2 separate regions of the Macaca mulatta genome follow, and region 1 is linked to region 2. A link is a contact called in public Hi-C data. All regions are on one chromosome and are shown on one strand. The core of a region is the stretch at or near the end of the contact, and the rest is flanking DNA. Distances in the headings are between cores, read along the strand shown.

Region 1 (3,685 bases), core at 529-3,028, 75 kb after region 2:
CCGTCGGCCTGGCCGGACGAGTCCCCGGCGGTGGCGGAGGTGGCGTCAGGGCCCCCGCCCTCGATGGAGCTCTCGCTGCCCGTGCTGTCGCCCGACAGCAGGCGCGTCACCCGCAAGTCGGCCTGCAGGGTGCGCACGTCGTTGCCGAAGCTGAGCTCGCCCAGGTCGCTAATAAGTTGCGACAGCTCAGCCTTCATGTCGGAGGCACTGCCCAGCAGCAGAGGCGGCGGCCCGGCCCCCGGGCCCAGGGAGCCCCCGCCGCCCCCTAGCGCCTCCCCACGGCCATTCTCCAGAGTGTCCAACAAGTCCCCGCACTCAAAGTGCATGGCGACCACCAGCGCCTGCTGCGCCTCGGCCTCCTCTGCTGGATCTCCCTCTGCCGCATGGTTCTCCTCTTCCTCCGGGCAGCCCTCGGGGTGCTCCTCTTCCTCTTCTTCCTCCTGTAGCTCCTGCTCCTGTTGTTCCCCGAGCAGGTCCTCGGTGATGGAGCCGAGCTTGGGCGCACTGCGGCTGCGCTCCACTGGCGGTTTATAGCAGCAGGGTCCGTGCAGGAGCAGCTTGCGCAGCGGTACTAGCGGGATGGTGTGTGCGCCCACCAGCTCCTGCTGCTGGTGACGCGCGTCGTCCCGCCGCTTGAGGCGTTTAAATTCCGCCAGCGCGTTGGCCGACGTCTGGTAGAGCAGCAGGGCCATAGCCTGCGCCTTTTCGGGCTTGGACACCAGCACGGCGTGGCAGCGCAGCATCACGGCCTTGTGCTTCAGCTCGTGCCGGTACACCCAGGCGAAGACCTTGGGCAGCCGCGCGTCCGCCACGCAGTAGGTGACGCGGTGTAGCAGGTAGAGGTGGCCCGGGCGGCGCAGCGCGCGCTCCTCGGCGTGCACCATGCGGATACCCTGCGCACTCACTGTCAGCTTCATCTTGGTGCCCTGACGGCCCGCCTCGCTCTTGCTCCAGATCTTGCCCACAGCAAGGTCGGTGCAGCCGTCGCCGCGCGCCTGGATGGTTGTGGCATTACCCAGGTAGAGCACGGTGTAAGTTGGGTCCTCGCTGGTGATGTGCAGCTTCTTGCGCTTGGAGCGGAACATGCTGCCCACCCGGCTAAGCGCGCCTTCGGGGCACGCCCGCGCCAAAGAGCTGAGCGCCGAGTAGTGCAGGCTCACAGCGTAGCCCTTGGGCTTGGACGCCTGCCGCGGCGGCGCCTCGGCCAGCAGCTCGAACTTGTGCTTCTTCCACGGTAGCATCTCCGGAGGGCGCCCCGGCGCAGCTGGGCGGCGGCGGCGGAGCGCCGGGTGCGAGGCCCGCTGAGCCACCGGCCCCTGCCGGGCTCGGCCCGGGCAAGATCGAAGAATAAAACTACTGGGAGCGGCCCAGTGGTAGGGAGTTGGGGGGAGGGGAGGAGACAGAGTGCTTAGGAACCCCGCAGGGGGTGGGGGTAAATTTTCTAAAAAAGAAAATATTCAGCTTCGAGTGTGCAAAAAAGGTTGAGGGGGGGAGGGACACACGCGCACACAGAATTACCCCAGCCTGGGCAAGGGCGAGGGCAAAGAGTCTCAGGCAAGCAACAAAATGCGAGGGAGAGAGAACGAGCGTGGAGTGGAAAATGTCAGGAAAAAAGCTAGAAGCGCGCGTGCAAATAAATAAAGAGAGCCCCGTAAACAGCACCCGGGATGGTGCGAGAATAATGCGGGAACTCCTCGGCGAACGTGAAGAGGATCCCCTAACACACACAACCCCCAGGACTGGGGCCAAAACCCGCGGAAACTCTACAGTGACTGTGCCCAGGGGCCGGTGCTCCCCACCTCCGAGGGGTGCTGGAGACGGAGAGCCCCTCCGCTGGGCTGGTCTCAGAATCAGCAGCTCGCCCAAAGTGCTGTCGGATGCTGGGTCCGGCTGGCCGCGGCTGGCCCCGCGCAGCAGTCCCGCAGGGACTCACTGCATCTTCGCTCTGCCGGGGACTCGCGCTCGGCCCGCTCACTGTCCGGGCTGGTTTGGCCGAGACAGCGCTGGGCTTCGAGGGCAGGGGGCGAGCATGGCCGGGTCCGGGGACCACCGCTACCTCATTTCTTCCCTCGAGGCGGTGTCCAGCTCCGCTCCTGGGCTCTCCACGGTCTGCTGCCCGCCTTTGCAGCGCGCCCTCTCCGGTGCTGCGAGCGGTGGTGGCCGGCTCGCCTGCCTCACATCCTTGCCGTCCGGGAGGAAGATCTCGGGTAAATATAGGCCGGCGCGAACCATTCGCCGCGCGGGGACAGGGGAGGAGCAGAGAAGAGGATCTGTTTGGGGCTCAGACGCCGGACGGATTCCTGGTCTCTTAAAGGGACCGGGTGACAGCCATTGGTCAAGGGAGCGGGGAGACCGGTCCAATCCGGCAATTACATCCCAAATTTACCAGCACCTCTTTTGTCTACGGAAATCACTGGGACCTGGGGTTACCCCGCAGCAAAAAGACTTGAATCCTGACACTCCACCCCCAGGCTGAATTGCAACTCGCTGAATACATGTACGTCTAGATCGAAACTTCTGAGGGAGGTGGCAGAAGATGAGACTACAGATTATAATTTCCTGTGCAAAAAGTTTGGGAAAATAGTGGTTTCTTCCTTGTGTGGCGGCTTTATGAGAATGACTGGGTGCTGTTTAATATTATTTTCAGAATTGTGTTCCATTAAAGAAAAGAGAGGTGCACAGAAAACACAAGGCTTATCTCTCACTATCTTGAGCTCGTATTCACAGGTAAGCAGCAGACAGTGTAAAGTGAGGTGAGTGGTAACATGACTGGGGAGACTACTATAGAATATCATCAATGAATAAGGCGCTTCCCCATCCGAACCCCAGCAAGACCCGCTCCTGCTGTCGGGCCTCAGGGTAGAGCAATTTTCTGAGATACACACAATTTCTAAGTAAGGCTCGTGTGTAGTTAGGACTTAGTTTACTTTGGCAAGCCGGTTGTGTGGTGTCATTATATCATGGGCATATTTTGGATGAGAATTCCTAGTAAAAATTCAAATGCTATTTTTTTATTTGAGTGACAAATAATGCCTGGCCACCCTCCAATGGGAGTGATAATTGCATCAGTATTGCTTTTATCATGTGCCAACTGGACAGTGTAGTTGTCCTCTGACCGGCTTGACCCTTAGCCAGTAACTCGTTTCTGGGCCCTTGAAACAGCCCGCTTGCCTCTATAGTATGGTCAGTCAAAGCAAAAAGACTTATAGCTGGAGTGGGATAAATGTCCGAATGATCCTGCATCAAACTCCCAGCCCGGTCCTGGAGGAGGACAGCGATCCCTTCCCACCATCCCAGTCCACCGGGGATCTTTGAGGTCTCTGGCTTCCACGCCACGTCTTCATGCCAGAGTCACTGCAACTACTCCTGGAAATTCCCTTGGGATATTCCAACAAAATAAAACTGATCCCTGCCCATCCTCTACCTTTGCCAACTTTTGACCTTCCTTTGAACTCTGAGTTTTCTCAAGAGTCACTGGTGCTGAGTTTCCATTTAAGTTACTTTTCTGACTACCTTTTGGTGCCAGGCCCTGAGCTAGGAGCAGACGGGATTCCTGCCTCCTAGTTCAATGAAGGTTGTAAACTCTACCCAACTCTGGGCTTCCACTGGACTTTGGGTTCTCTGCAAGTACCCTGTATCCCCAGTGTGGTACAAATAGGCACTCAATAACTAGAATTAATGAGCA
Region 2 (3,493 bases), core at 694-3,193:
GCCAGCAAGTCCTTGTGGTACCGCTGGGGCAACCTGTAGTAGATTCGGGTCCTGTCCACAGCCCTGGCTCCCAGCAGCACTGTCCTCTCAGAGGCATAGTCGCCCCTAGCTGGGCTGCGCTCCACTGTGACAGTGGCCCAGGGGGAGGATGCCAGCAGCCTGGCTACAGCTCCAGCCGTGCTGTGGCCCGGTGGCCTGGCCTGCATCTGGAAGGGCACAGGTTGCCAGAGCCCCTGGCACAGCTCTAGCATATCTGTGAACAGCTGTTCCTTGTAGCCACTGCCCAGCGCCTCCTCAGGCCAGCCTGGTGCCACAGTCTCACAGGGGAAGACCTCAGCCACAGCTCTAAGCAGTTCTCTGCCAGCCATGTGACCAGGGACTGAAAAACTCCTGTGGGAGATTTTGGCCCCCATCCACACAGGCTGATGCAAGAGGCCAAAGCTGAAGAGGCATGCCAGCAAGGCCAGGGACGGCCGCAGGGCTGCAGGCTCCACTATTTGCAAATGGACGCCCCAGTGTCCGGGATGTGTGGCCAGCTGCTGCAGGCAGGACTCCAACCTCAGGATGCTGCCACTTGGAGCACAAACAGTGGCCACGGGGTTCTCAGCCACAGTTCCCTCGAGCCAGTGTTCCGCAGGATCGTGCCTTCTGTGTCTGGGAGGGTGACTGTTGCTGTACCCCTGGGGCAGCATCAAGACCATCACCCCCGAACCACTGGAGAAGAGGGATCAGGCTGCCTCCCGTGTTACGTTTGCTTCCGTGTGGCATTCACTGTGGGGCCCCAAATCGCCCAGGTGAGGGGGCTGCCATTCAGGAATACCTTCTGTAGGTCACAGCTGTACAGCCATCCTCTCTAAGCTTGCCAAGTAGAGGCCAGCTGCTTGAACTGCAACAGGAAAGGCTCAAAGATGTCATAGTAGACTTGATGGATGGCAGTGTTGTCCTAGAGGTAGAGCAGATCCTCTGCCGACATGGGGTCCGAGGCGACCTGCCACAGCATCAGGCTGTACCTCTCAGACTGGCTCAGCAGCCAGCTGGAGTGGGGCCAGGTGGCTGGCACCGTGGAAGACAGCACAGGGAAGGTGACTCTCTGGGGCACCACTCCTACCAGCTCGTGCATCTTCTCCACCATCGCTCGGGTGTACATCCTGTTTGGGAACATGGGCACGTAGATGGTGGTCCAGCCTGGAGACAGGGTGGCCTGGGGATACTTCTCCTGGATGAGGGCTAGGAACTCTGTGGCACTGACCTCAGTTGAGATGGGCATGTCAGAGCCCTTTAAGATGTCAGTGTTGATCCGTGTGGGCCGCCAGACTTTGCCCCCTTCTGTCAGCTGCCACAGGAGGTCCAGGGAGGGGCCCACCGCCTTGATGTTCTTGAAGTCCAGTTTGATGCCCTTCTGGGAAGAGCCTGGCATACCGTCCAGCCACTGCTCCAGTGTGTTGAAGCTACGGATAGCCAGGGGGTGTGCCATGATGGGAACTCCTGTCTCATCGGCTGTGCCGAGCCCTTCGACATTGACGTCAGCCTCCAGGACGGTGATGTTGCCGTTTGGGGCAGCTGTCGTGGCTTCCTTGCTGTTGGCTGCGTGGTACCAGGTGACCTCCAGGGCACCTCGGCGGCTGGTCTGACCCAGGCCCAGCAGGTAATCCAGCATGTCGGCCTCGGGGCTGCAGGCCTCCAGCTCACAGCCTGGCCGCCGCAGGGTGATGGCAAGGACTACCGCAGCCATGACCACCACAGAAACACAGGTAATGCCAGCCAACCCCCACCTGACCCGATTCTTCGACAACTGCTCCCTGCAGGCCATGACGACGCCTGGCCATGTCTCCCAGGGAGACATCTCAGTAGCATCTGGGAGAATGAGGAGATGCCTGTTTGCTGTGGATTATATGGGCGCCTCAACTGGGCTTCTAGACCAGAGATGAGACGGTGTCGGTACGAGGACATATTCTGGAGCCTGTGTAGTTCTATCTGGCTGTGGGCAAGTCAGGCTAACCTTTTAGTCAAGGGATCCGCAAGAGTGGTCCAGAGACCACGTGCATCAGCATCATCCGGAGAACATGTTTAAACACTGATGCTTAGGCCCCGTCCCAGACGACTGAACCAGAATCTCAGAGGACAGCCCATAATCTGCATTTTTAAATAAGTTCCCCATGATGCAAGGGATCCTGGTGCATCTCACCCTCAAGAGCTCTGTCCGTTACCCTGCACTGCCAGGCATCCGGGGGAGGTTTCTTCCCTGCAACACTCACTCCTCATTCACACTTCAGCCAAACGGACCCTGTGAGACACCCAAGTGTAGGGAAGGCCTGTGCCTTCTTCGCTTCTTGCTAGGGCTGTCTTCCCACACTCACCACAGGGCCACATCTTATCCTTCAGGGCACTGATGACATAGCCACTGCCCATACATTGGAGGTGCTCTGACAAGGGGCTCAGGCAATGCAGACCTTATCCAGAGAGACTGGAGGCGATACTGCAAAACGGTGCTACCTGGGCAGGGTGAGATGCTGAGGTACCACTCAAGCGTGTGTTCAAAGCCGCATGCTCCCTCCCCTTTCCTGATACCTGGACCCTCAACCTTGTGAGCCCAAGTGGCCTGTCTTTTCCCTCCTGCCAGCCTCTGTGTGAATTCCTGAGACAGCTTGGGCCTTCCGTCTGAGCCTTCTTAACCCAGAGTCCCCAGGCCTGCATTCCTTTCTTGGGGAGCTCTGAGCTTCCAAAAAGGGGCAGAATGAGTGAGAAGGGGGAGTGAAGGCAGCCTGAAATACCAAGGACCTTTGACAGGCTCTCTGACCCTGTGGAGCCAAGATGGCACCATTTCTCTCCAGTCTGGGCAATAAGAGTGAAACTCCGTCTCAAAAAAAGAAAAAGCCACAGGAGCAAGTCCAGGCACCAGGTAGCCTCTCTGTGGATGCTGCCTGTGTCTAGCCCTTTCTCTGCTTTAGCCAGAGGAAGGGGGGTCAGGAACCCCAGGCACCCCCTCTGCTGTCTGTCCCACTCACATACAGGTCTCAGGCTGCCCAACAATTCGCCCTGCCCCATCGTTGGTTAGTCTTGACATTGTGCTTTAAGGGGTAGGCATGTTGATGGCAGCAGCCCCGTCACCACAGCCAGAAGCCTGGTCCCTTGCTGGCCCCCTCCACTCCCAGCTAGAAACAGTCTCTTCACTTCCCTCGCCTCCGCCTCCTCATTTGTAAGTGGCGTACAAAGTTCAAGTCCATACCTAAGTCTGGGGGCCGCTGTGAGAATTAATCTGATAATCGATGTTGAAAACACTGGCTTAGAACACTGTAAAACAGGCTAGATTTTTTAATGTTTCCTTCTTTCATTTTTGATGCTTGAAGTTATTTCAAAGCCTTGCTTTGCTGCTTTTAAAAGTCACATGCAGTCACGTGCCACAGAGGAACACCTTGGTCATTGATAGACCTCGTACACAACAGTGGTCCTACAAAATTACAATAGAGTCAAAAAATTCCTATTGTGTAGTATT

Evidence for each region. A called contact is a pair of places that touch in the nucleus more often than the background predicts.
Region 1: a Hi-C map of blood shows a contact between it and region 2, with 3 times the contacts expected there. The contact joins the promoter of FAM43A here to the promoter of LOC100426071 in region 2. A contact is called at or near these places in 2 of 14 Hi-C or Micro-C datasets (blood and liver).

The regions. Positions count from the first base shown.
Region 1 is chr2:4,062,772-4,066,456 of T2T-MMU8v2.0, forward strand. It overlaps FAM43A (family with sequence similarity 43 member A), which reads right to left and starts at 1,779. Exons shown (of 1, transcript NM_001194070.2): 1 at 1-1,779. The coding sequence starts at 1,241. All of the region lies in intron 2 of LOC144338969 (a long non-coding RNA gene), which reads right to left.
Region 2 is chr2:3,987,317-3,990,809 of T2T-MMU8v2.0, forward strand. It overlaps LOC100426071 (protein FAM151A-like), which reads right to left and starts at 1,944. Exons shown (of 4, transcript XM_015132546.3): 1 at 864-1,944; 2 at 687-754; 3 at 625-684; 4 at 1-622. The coding sequence starts at 1,843. The region is part of intron 2 of LOC144338969 (a long non-coding RNA gene); the gene reads right to left.